Linked DNA regions of Mus musculus: regions 1 and 2 are each linked to region 3. A link is a contact called in public Micro-C and promoter capture Hi-C data. All regions are on one chromosome and are shown on one strand. Each heading gives the region's core, a stretch centred on a gene start, on an enhancer-like site or on the middle of the called end of the contact. The rest is flanking DNA. Distances are from core to core; before and after follow the strand shown.

The links. A called contact is a pair of places that touch in the nucleus more often than the background predicts. Capture Hi-C pulls out chosen DNA fragments and counts their contacts.
Region 1: a promoter capture Hi-C map of adipose tissue shows a contact between it and region 3. The contact joins the promoter of Prkcd here to the promoter of Spcs1 in region 3. A contact is called at or near these places in 2 of 39 promoter capture datasets (embryonic stem cells and liver), 1 of 484 Hi-C or Micro-C datasets (the HL-1 cell line), 6 of 115 datasets of contacts at active chromatin or transcription factors (the 230-238 cell line, bone marrow-derived dendritic cells, effector CD8 T cells and 3 more) and 2 of 9 other capture datasets (adipose tissue and liver).
Region 2: a Micro-C map of embryonic stem cells shows a contact between it and region 3, with 2.1 times the contacts expected there. The contact joins the enhancer-like site here to the promoter of Spcs1 in region 3. A contact is called at or near these places in 5 of 39 promoter capture datasets (the C10 cell line, embryonic stem cells, hippocampal neurons and 1 more), 1 of 484 Hi-C or Micro-C datasets (embryonic stem cells) and 2 of 115 datasets of contacts at active chromatin or transcription factors (large pre-B cells and pro-B cells).

Annotation. Positions count from the first base shown.
Region 1 is chr14:30,623,848-30,627,479 of GRCm38.p6, reverse strand. It overlaps Prkcd (protein kinase C, delta), which reads left to right and starts at 1,272. Exons shown (of 18, transcript NM_011103.3): 1 at 1,272-1,500.
Region 2 is chr14:30,577,895-30,581,693 of GRCm38.p6, reverse strand. No RefSeq gene overlaps it. Among named protein-coding and RNA genes, the nearest start is that of Mir3076, 7.6 kb to the right of the region's middle. Within about 2 kb of position 2,228, at least 67 of the 459 cell types and tissues checked have an H3K27ac peak or open chromatin away from gene starts, as enhancers often do. A contact at or near this core is called in embryonic stem cells and pro-B cells, where this site is marked.
Region 3 is chr14:30,999,662-31,003,456 of GRCm38.p6, reverse strand. It overlaps Spcs1 (signal peptidase complex subunit 1 homolog (S. cerevisiae)), which reads left to right and starts at 1,791. Exons shown (of 4, transcript NM_026911.3): 1 at 1,791-2,252; 2 at 2,554-2,613; 3 at 2,693-2,779; 4 at 3,235-3,631. The coding sequence starts at 2,040. The coding sequence ends at 3,360. Glt8d1 (glycosyltransferase 8 domain containing 1) reads right to left here and starts at 2,024. Exons shown (of 10, transcript NM_029626.2): 1 at 1,460-2,024.

The DNA.
Region 1 (3,632 bases), core at 23-2,522, 380 kb after region 3:
TTTTTATTTTTTTTATTTTTTTATTTATTATATGTAAGTACACTGTAGCTGTCCTCAGACACTCCAGAAGAGGGAGTCAGATCTCGTTAAGGATGGTTGTGAGCCACCATGTGGTTGCTGGGATTTGAACTCCTGACCTTCGGAAGAGCAGTCGGGTGCTCTTACCCACTGAGCCATCTCACCAGCCCCTGCAGCAGCACTTCTCTTGATCTCAGTCGGCAAAGAGCTGTCTAGACTTCTATTCCTTCTAGGTAGTTTTCCAGAAGGAACTTAGGTATCTTGGGCTATTAGAACCCTCTTGTATCCTCCCAGGAAGAGTTCTCGTTTGTTTGGTTTTGTTGAGACAAGGTCTCTCATGAACAGGCTGGCGTCCACACTCTATTCTCCTGCTTTCTCCCCCTGAGCACTGGAGTATTATTCTGAGCCTCCATCTGTGGTTTACTCTGTGGTGGGGGTCAAACACAGCGCTCTCTGCGTGCTAGAAAAAACGATCATCTGCCCAGCCCAGGAAGTCATTTCTTTGGGTAAGTATAATGTAACAGCTTAGTGTTCTGGGCTTTGGGGACAGAAAAATGGAGTCCCTGGCTCCCATTTGGTGCTCAGACTTTGGGCCCAGGGGACCCTTAATGAGTGAATGAGTTACAGCTGACAATCAAATCCCTCTTATGAGCTTGACTGAGCAAGGGGAGCTCTGAACCGTGGGCTCAGGAAAGACAGTGAGATGGGGGCAGAGGCAATTCCCACAATTGTCTGAGGAGCAGTGCTGAGACAAACTGGCTAGAACCTCTCGCCCTGGAGACCTCCCAGCTCCTTCTCTCGGGCAGGACTGGAACCGGCAGGCCTGGCGGCGTGGCTCTGCTCAAGCCAGCAGGAAGAGGAATGAGGCCAGGCAAGGCGGGCCAGCTGGCCAGTGGGGAGTCCCGGGTGTGGGCGCAAGTAGTTGGGGAAGCCCCGTCGGTGCCTCCTGGGCTCCATTGTGTGTGCAGTGCTCAACCCCACCCCCCAACTTGGCCTCGGAGTCCTCCTCTATAAATTAGTCCCCTGAGATGGGATGGCCTGCGTGCCACTGGCAGGCGAGGCGCCACAAGAGCCAGAGACGGCTAACAGATCTGGGGACCCAAGGACTTGCAACTCAAAGAGGCTGAGACGCGCTGGACCCCCAGCTCACGTGGGCGGAGCTTCGAAGGGGCGGGCGCCCGTGGGGCGGGTCCTGAGTGGGGGCGGGACCGGGGCCGGCACCTGGGTGAGGTCGCGCAGCCCCTCCCCTTTGCACTTCCGTGTGCCGCGGCGCCAGAGCAGGAGGCGGCGGCCGCGGGGATCCCGCGAGCGGCCCGTGGACATCTACCCTTCGAGCCGGGACCCGGGAGGTCCCCACTGGCCTCCGGACCCGTCCGGATCAGACTTGTGCCTACCTCCCCGTCCACGCGCATCCGGGAGAGCCGCGCCACGAGACGGACCCCGGCTCGCCGGGACCCCTGGCGCCTGGCCCTGCGTCGGGAGGTGAGTGAGAGCTGGGCCCGGGCGCGGGGTCCGAGTTAACTCGAGGGCGCAGCGGCCTTTCTCCCCCTTTTCCTCGCCCGTAGTCTCCATTCCCCGCTTTCTTCTCTGGCTCCTGGTTCTGAAACTGAGAAACTGAGCCAGGAGCAGCCAAAGTCCCGCCGAGCACGGAGACCCGCCGGTGCCTCCATACCCTGGTCGGTCTGACCCTCTCTTCGACGGCTGGAGCCCAGGCCCGACTACTCCCAGCATCTTTAACCCCCTACTCCACCCCTGTGTGTCTTTATCCCCGCCGAGGGACCGTCCGATCTTCTCAAATCTCTCAGGGGACTCTGCACATTCGTCGGTCCCCACCCCCTCTTGCCTGGTCCTCTGCTCCCAGGCCAGGTCTGTTTGCCCCTCGCCGTCCGTGTACTCCGTCTCCCCACCCCCACCAGATCCGCCGTCCCCTCGACCCAGTCCTCCCAGAGCCGCACCCCCAGCCCACGCTCGCCTGCCCCTGCCAGTCCAGTCTCCGGTCCTTTTCACCACCGGGCGGAGGGCGGGCCGCCTGTCTCCCTAGCCTCCAGTGCTTGGGTCCCAGGCGGGCGGACTCTCACGGCGCCGCCTCCTTGCCCTATCTCTTCTTTCAGTCTCGGTGTCTTTCTTGGCTTTCCATCTGTCTCTGAGCTGGGCGTGGCTCCAGCCTCCACCATTCCCCTGTCCTCTCTGATCCCCCGTGTCCCTTCTCCGGGTGGTCTCTGCCTGGTGCTGTCAGTCTCTGTCCCACTGGAGAGACGCCACCCCCTCTGGGGGCCCAGTAAGGTGATGAGGACAGCAGTGACGGGAGTGCTCTGCCCTGCCGGCTGGCAGTGGAGAGGGAGCACCATCACAACTGCTCCCACTTCCCCAACTCTCTTATACAGGGGAGGGGAGAGAAGGGAGCCTCACTCAGCACCCCACTCAAACCTGGAGGACTTAGACTGAGTGGGGGAGATCCCTTTTTCCTTTGGCCGCTACCCTGGGCCCTCGGAGGAGTCTGGCTTCTGTTGCTGTAGTATCTGTGTCTGGACTTGTGAGTATAGTGTGTATCTTGTCTCTTTGTGTATTATTTGTCATAGTGGGACTTCCCCTGTGAATGTGTCCTTTTTCACGTGTGACTTGCATATACTTCATGGCTGTCTGTGTGTTCTGAGGCTTGGTGTGTGCCCCGTGCAACTTGGTAATCATGCCTTGTATGTAGAGGCTTCCCCTGTATATTTTGTGCCTTGGCTTGCTCATGTCTCTGTGTCCCTGTGTGTTCCAAAGGTCTGTGCATTATATCACAACAACCCTCTGGCCAGAGTACATTCATTCCTTTAATTGTGGGAGCCCACGCTATCGGTGTGCCGACCCCCTAGGCTTGTGTGTAAGCGTGCCTCTAATCATATTCGGTTCTTCTTCCTCTGCTACTGATCCTCTATGACCAAGCTGATCAGGGACAGAGGAGGGGACTGGGTTTCCTCGTTCCTGCTATGGATTAGATTGGGGTGTGGTGAACAGGCCAGCAGAGGGCGGCTGCTCTGTGTGTGTGTGTGTGTGTGTGTGTGTGTGTGTGTTTTGTTTCTCAGTGACAGTATCTTTGTACGATACTGTAAAGGCTCAGGTATATGACAGGACTGTGTGGAAGGTGACACTGCCATATGGAACTCCAGTAGCAAAGGGTGACTGGTAGGAGACTCACAGTCTGACTGTATGAAACTGCGGGTGTGTATTGAGGAGTGATGGGGCTTGTGGGTAACAGAGAGGTTGAGTGTGGGTAATAGCAACAGGAGGGGTGTGCTAGGAGGTGAGGGAAGGTGAGTGTCCGGCTGCCCATGAGTTTATGGGAGCAGGAAGCACTGTGTGTGTGCTTGGCGTGCACAAGCCCAGCCCTGGCTCCTGGAGAGATGAAGAGAGCTAGGGACAAGTCCTGGGGTTATAATGGTATGATTGAGACCTCAGGGTCTGGACCAAAAAGCAATGGAGTCAAATACTTACTATGCCCTTTAAGAGCAGGAGTCCCAAGCCCAGCCTCGCCACTATGTTGAGCTTCTTTTGTGGGATGGAGAAAGTGAGGGCTCAGAGGTCGATGGCTCTTCAGCAGTCTTGGCCACACTGCGAGTGGTGTGCAAGTG
Region 2 (3,799 bases), core at 979-3,478, 420 kb after region 3:
GGAGGCAGAGGCAGGGGCAGAGGACAGCTTGATCTACAGAGCAAGTTCTAGGAGTGTCAGATCTACAAAAAAGCAAAAGCAAAAACAAAAACAAAAAACAACCAAAAACCTTGACACAAAAGCAAAACAAAATGGAAAAACAAAAACAACAAAACAAAACAAAAACACCTCTCTACCCACACACACCCAAAATCAAAACCAAAACAAAGCAGTTACCCTAAGCTCCTAAACTGTCTCAGATACTTGGCTTAGCTTCTGCATCTGACCTAGCATTCTTGTGACCAATAGACAAACTGCAAAGAGTGCACCACTTGCCATTTCTCCACAGGAGCACTGGTTATGACAGACACCTGCTTTATGTGGGATCTGGGGATCCCCGAGCAAGTGCTGTGCCCACTGAGCAACCTCCTCAGTCCCTAGCTGTCCCTTGACACCCTCCTCCCATCACCACCACACCCAGGACAACCAGCTGAGGTGCATATTTAACACACCAAAGTGGACCTGGCCTCCAGGTTCTCACAGCATCCCTCAGTCCCGACCTGGCATACCGCCCTCTGTCCTAACCCTTCCGGCTGGGCTTCTTCCCCCTGGTGGCTCTTTCTTCTATAATCCAGACATCTTGGTCTCTCCCTCCTTCTCTCTGCACATGTTTTTTCTCTCTTTTCCCTCCCTTCTGTCTCTCTGTGGCGACTTCTCTGGGACCAGTGGACAACTCCCCCTACGCCCCCCACCCCCAGAGGCTCCCAATAAACCTGCCAATAAATCTGGCTTGAATTGGCTCATTTCACTGGCAGAGAAATAATTTATCACCAGGGAAACTTCTAGAAGCTGATCTATCCAACTCAAATTGTTGTGATTATAAAAAGATAAAAATAGGCGGGCAGTGGTGGCACACGCCTTTAATCCCAGGACTTGGGAGACAGAGGCAGGCAGATTTCTGAGTTCAAGGCCAGCCTGGTCTATAGAGTGAGTTCCAGGACAGCCAGGGCTACACAGAGAAACCCTGTCTTGATAAAACCAAAAAAAGAAAAAAAAAAAAAAAAAAAAAAGAAGAAGATAAAGAGATATTAAGATATGTTCTATGGGGGTGTGGGGGGAAGGGTGTGTGTCAGTGGGGCCCAAGCTAAGGCATCCCTTCTCCCTGAGGTTCCAGCCACACGAAGGTATCATATAGAATAGAGTTTATTTAGGGCATGGGGAGGAAAATTAAGAGAGTAGCAGAGGCAGAGAAAAGCAGAGAGAAGGAGAGAGTAGAGAAGTAGAGGCCAGCCATGACCACGTGGAGAGAGGGGGTAAAGGAATGGGGAGAGAGGGGGAACAAGGGGGCAAGAGGCAAGGGAGAGAAGCAGGAGTAAGAGAGAGAGGAGGGGGCAAGCAGCCCCTTTTATAGAGGTCCAGACCTACTTGGCTGTTGCCAGGTAACTGTGGGGTGGAGTCCATTCAGACAGAATACACAAATAAAAACCCCCACCCTGTGGCACCTCGGAATAAATCCTAGCTTCCCGGCAATCCCCCAGTGACCTTGCTGGCTCCTGAGCATCTGCTGTGCCTCAGCCCCAAACTCTCAGTCACTCAACAGTGTCGCCCTCTTTCTTCTCTGCTTCCTATGCAGGCCAGGCTTAGGGTTAAAGACAAAAGTCAAGTCTGACCACAAGAAAAACCGGAATTCAAGCAGTGGGCTGAGAGAGCGCACAGTGGGGAGGGGCTCAGCAGAAACTTCCAGGGTTTTTTTTTGTTTTGATTTTTGTCTTTTTTTTTTTTTTTTTTTTTTTTTTTTTTCCAGAGACAGGGTTTCTATGTGTAGCCCTGGCTACTGGAACTCACTCTGTAGTCTAGGCTGGCCTTGGAGACAAGGCTGGCTTGGTATTTAATGGTCTACAAGACCAGGTTGGCCTTGAACTCAGAGCTCCTTCTGCCTTCGCCTTCCGTGTCCTGGGATTAAAGGTGTGTGCCACCATGCCAGGTCATTGTTCTTTTTCATTAATTTTTGTTAGCGTATAAAATACTGGGTTTATTATGACGTTTTTATATACATACATGTATTGCTATGCTTTGCTCGTACATAAAAAAATTGGGGCCTTTATTCAAAAAATGTTTATTAAAATAGTTATTTAGGTTAGATTCAAAAAATAAGAAGTGTTCCGATATGACTTCTTTCTGACTGTGTGGTTATTTAGTTCTCATTTATCCGTCTACCCCGTGACCTTTCCTCACCTCCCTCCCTTCCTCCAGTTAGCTCTCACTTCTGTTTTTCCATTACATCAGTTTCATTCTCTTCTGTTTCCCACCCTCCCTTAAGAGCTCTCCCACTCTCACGATCCCTTTTCTAGCTTACTGACCTCTAAACATACCCCTGAACACATATATGCATCCCAATTTAAATATAATTCTCGTATACAAGAAAACAGGAAGTGACTCTTTCTGAGTGCTGTCACTCAGTCCTCTGAGTGACAGCTGCCATTGCCATCAGGCCAGCAATGTCTGCTTTGGGGAGATGGGGAGGGAGAGCAGGGGATGGTCATTCCCCACCAGGGCCCAGCCACTCCCTGCTGCTCCTTGGAATGGTCTCTATGCAGATCTGCTCTAGCTGCAGGTTGCCTATGGGTAGGAGCTAGAGGACATATACAGAAGAGGAGAGTTAGGTTAGCTGTTGTAAGTGGGGTATGCGGCTAGGGAGGAGCCATAGTTCACGATGGATAAAGGCTGGTTTGGGGTCCCCCACACTCTTCCCAGCATCTCCTCACTTACAGGGAAAAAAAGCAAATTCAAATTTTCTTTTTTCTTTTTCTTTTTTGGTTCTTTTCCAGACAGGGTTTCTCTGTGAAGCCCTGGCTGTCCTGGAACTCACTCTGTAGACCAGGCTGACCTCGAACTCAGAAATCTGCCTGTCTCTGCCTCCAAAGTGCTGGGATTAGAGGCGTGCGCCACCACTGCCCGACAAATTTGAATTTTCTTATCCCACCCTTCTTCGTTGGCTCTCACAGATGTGGTTATTGCTCTCCATTGTGGGTTTGTTTTTTTTTAAATATTTATTTATTATATGTAAGTACACTGTAGCTGTCTTCAGACACACCAGAAGAGGGAGTCAGATCTTGTTACGGATGGTTGTGAGCCACCATGTGGTTGCTGGGATTTGAACTCTGGACCTTCGGAAGAGCAGTCGGGTGCTCTTACCCACTGAGCCATCTCACCAGCCCTCCATTGTGGTTTTTAAACTCTCCTTTTTTCTTCCTTCCTTCCTTCCTTCCTTCCTTCCTTCCTTCCTTCCTTCCTTCCTTCCTTCCTTCCCTTTCTTTCTTTCTTTCTTTCTTTCTTTCTTTCTTTCTTTCTTTCTTTCTTTCTTTCTTTCTTTCTCTCTCTCTTTCTCTTTTCCTTCCTTCCTTTCCTTCCCTTCCTTCTCTCTCTCTCTTTTCTTTCTTTCATGTGCATTGGTATATGTGTGTCTGTGTGAAGGCGTCAGATCTCCTGGAGCTGGAGTTACATGCAATGGTGGACTTCCATGTGGGTTCTGGGAAATTGAGCCCAGGTTCTCTTTAAGAGCTGCCAGTGCCCTTAACTGAGCCATCTCTCCAACCCCTCCGTTGTGTTTTACTATGCAGCTGGAGCCCAAGACAAGACATTCCTATAGCTTTGGACTCCTCTGTACTTCCGGACATTGTTAGTCCCAGTCCAGGGGGCTGGGAATGTCTCTCTCCTGTGTCAGGCTTGGGCTCTTGAGGGACAGCTCCTGGGACAAAGTTTTCCTGCCTTGTCAATTGGACCAAAGGGCTCATGCACCCCAAGGCAGTGACGACTTAGC
Region 3 (3,795 bases), core at 542-3,041:
CGACAATCTTACTCTTCCTTCCCAGTTATGGAATGATCGCATGTGTGCATCTGTGAGCTGTGAATCTAAGTTCCACAGAAACAAGGAGTTAAATGAAAATGTAATTCTACTGCTGTATCCTGTCACCTAAGGCCATCCCTTCCAGAAATGCAGCAAGCATGTGACATTTGTGGAACAGTCCTGGATTTGCTAATCCAGGAGGAGTCCAGATCTCCAATAAAGAAGAGCTCTTACTGCAATCTTAATCATCACTAACATTAAATTCCAGAATATGGAAAAGCATGAGATTCCTATGGAGCTGTTGGGTCAAAAGGAACAAGGCAAAACCATTTTGTTTTTCCATCTTTTTATAGTTCAAATACTATATGGTCTGTAAAACAAACTCCCGTCCTATGAAGTGCACTGGTAGAGATACAACCCTGAGGAATGAGAGCCTATTCATATGTACTAAGGAAAGTGTAGGGAAGGAGAAAAGAAAAAAGACCCTTGAAGATTGTTGTAGTCTTTCATTGTACTGGCTCTAAGGTCCGAAGTGTCAAGGGGGTCTGTACTTTTCTGAATGGTGTCAAAGCACAAGAACACTTGGACATTTTCACACACTTAACTGGCTATGCCCCACTTGTCTTTCACGATCAGGAAACGTCCCCAAAGCCCAGGTTACACTTTCCAGAGCTCTATCACATAGGTGCTTTCCCCCCGCAGCTAATTCAATAGTCACATTACTGGAGTGATGTGGACATCTTCCTTGACACACTCCAAGTTTCCAAGTTCTAAGTCACAACTGTGCTAATCAAAATTAACTAACTAACTAATGGGTTGGTAGCTCCATGGATGTGTAGATGCTGGCATCGGCTACTCACCTCCCAGTCTAGAGTGTCTAGCATCTCGCCATCTGTGCCTGACTGCATGCACAGCAGAGTCCACAGAGGCAGCGGGCCCCAGAGGATGGGATCCCCAGAATGGTCTGTCTGAATTCGGCACCCCATCTAGCTCAGTCATGAGGGAAGGGCTCACGCTTTGAAATACACAACCCTTGAAAGACAGGGTTAAGGGAACCCCTTGGCTGGTCTTTTTTTTTTTTTTTTTTTGGTTTTTCGAGACGGGTTTTCTCTGTATAGCCCTGGCTGTCCTGGAGCTCACTTTGTAGACCAGGCTGGCCTCGAACTCAGAAATCCACCTGCCTCTGCCTCCCGAGTGCTGGGATTAAAGGCGTGCGCCACCACGCCCGGCCCTTGGCTGGTCTTTACCAAGAGGGACTGGCCTGGGAATGAGCCATGGAAACCGGCAACCAAAAAGTTAGGCCGAATTTGGGACCCTCTACATAGGGGCACGGAAGCTCAATCCACGAGATGTGGGGCGACTTGGGCCTCGCAGCTCTTCTCCGAGGCAGTCTCCTTTCCCTGGAGAATGTGGCTTCGTTATCTTCCCTAACTCTAGAGATCATTAGTAGCCTCCTTACGCTTAGGAGTGATGGGGACGTGGTGAGGCGCTCCGGGGATCCCGCCACGCACTGACAGGTCAGGTTAGAGCCGCGTCAGACGAATCGTCGCCTTCCGAGGCTGGGCGCAGTCGCCCTTACCTGCGCTGGGAGGAGTGGCCGCCGCCCACGCCCCAGCCCGCCCCGCCAGCTCAGCGCTCGCTCCGCAGGCCCCAGGCCCCGGCCCACCGCCGGGCCGTCCGCGTCCGCTGCTCTCTGGCCGTGGCCCACTGGCCGGCGAGCTCTGCAGCAGCCACGTAGGGCCACAACCCCTAGTTTGACTGTGCCTCCCTCTGCCAGAAAGCCAGGCGCAGCAGGCGCCACGGGGCAGCCCCGTCGCCCGGGTCCTCCCCGAGTAAAGGCCGTCGCTATGGAGACGTGGAGCGCGCCGGCGGCCGTTAAACTGGGGAGGCGCAGCCCGCAAGTGATTCCTGCCGCAATTACAGCTCCGGGCGGCCAGGAGCGCTGACCGGTGCACGATGCTCCGGCCAGGTCGCTGCCCCAGCCCTCGTGAGCAGTGTACAGGGTTCTAGGAAAGCTAAGAGACGTACCTCCCTTGTCGATGGCGCGGGGCGGGGCCAGGGGTTGTCCGTGCCCCTCGGAGACATCCGCTTCCGGGGCCACGGCCGAAGTGAAACGCTCGGCTGGTCGGCCTTGCTCTCGATATCGACCCCCGCAAACTTTACTCCTTAATAATCGGCTACGTCCGTTTCGTTGTCGGTATCGGTCTTCAGCAACCATGCTGGAACACCTGAGTTCGCTGCCCACCCAGATGGTGAGGGCGCGCGTCCCCGATCCCCCGCACTTCTCTTTGGAGCCTAGCGACTTCTAAGCCCCTCACCCTCACCGGAGCCACTCCTAAGATTGGCTTCACTTTCCCTTCTCTTCCCCAGAATAGATCCCCTTTCCCGTGGTCTGTTAAGATGCCCAAGTTTCCCTGGGAAATTACATGTTTGCTTCCTTACTCTCGGGCCCTCCTGGTGTTGAATGCTGCCTTATGCCAACGCTGAGTTCCCTACGAGAATTGCAGTCCTTTGGCAGTAGGACCAACTCGTCCTCTTCTTTTTCGTCCCTAGGATTACAAGGGGCAGAAACTAGCTGAACAGATGTTTCAGGGGATCATTCTTTTTTCTGCAGTAAGTATTGCATTACTTTTAATTCTTAACCCCGCCTCTCTTGGTTTGAGTGCATTTTATATACTTTGTTTCTTTTCAGATAGTTGGGTTTATCTACGGGTACGTGGCTGAACAGTTTGGGTGGACTGTCTACATAGTTATGGCCGGATTTGCTTTCTCCTGTTTGGTAAGCTATTTGTGGTATTTGCGTATTAGCAGTAGCGTAAGTTTTCTGACTCAGGAGACTTGGTTGGACCTACCAGTGAGAACCAGAATCACCTCTTTGTTCGTCTTTCCCATTAATGTTTCTGTTCTCTATTATTTGAAAAGTAGAATGTTAAGTTGTGTCCGATGGCCTGCGCTACATAAAGGTGTAGAGCTTTCTAATTGTCTTTTGCATCTCCTCTAGGCAGTAAAATGAATATGCCAGGGGCTTCGCTTTGCTCACGCAGCCTTCATATTTCTTTTAGTTCTTAAAACTTGTATGTGTAAACACTTAAGGCTTGTTCTCACTCCCTGACATATTTTGTCTCATTAGTTTGTTAATCTTTAGCATGGTGGTTATTTGGGGATCAGACATACTAAATGATCATTTAGACCTTGAATGGAAATAAATGCTACCTTTTCTCTGTTCTGATCTAGCTGACACTTCCTCCATGGCCTATCTACCGCCGCCATCCCCTAAAGTGGTTACCTGTTCAAGACTTAGGCACAGAAGACAAGAAATCAGGGGACAGAAAAATTAAGAGGCATGCTAAAAATAACTGATTGGGACTTTCATGATTCAGCACCTGCTTTTGTTTCCTGTGAGATGAGCTGAATTGCTTTCATAAGCAAAACATGAGCTTAAACCGCCTATGTTCTTATAGCACAGCTGTGTCGAGATCTAATTGTCATGGCTTCATTTCTAATCCAAATGTATTTTAAGTTATGACTATTTTATACCATCTCTTCATAAGCTTGTTATGGAGAACAGGAGATACAAGTATGCAATGCTTCTTTCCCGTGTGTATAATGAATAAACACTTCATAACTTGTACTACATTTGTTTTCTTTTTGCAGTGGGTTCTCACTATGTAGACTATGCTGTCTCCAAGTTCAAAATCCTGCCCTACCTTCCCAAAGTGCTGGGAATACAGGCATATGCTACCACGCCTGGCATATGGAAAGCCCTAATTTATTTATTTATTCATTTAAAGATTT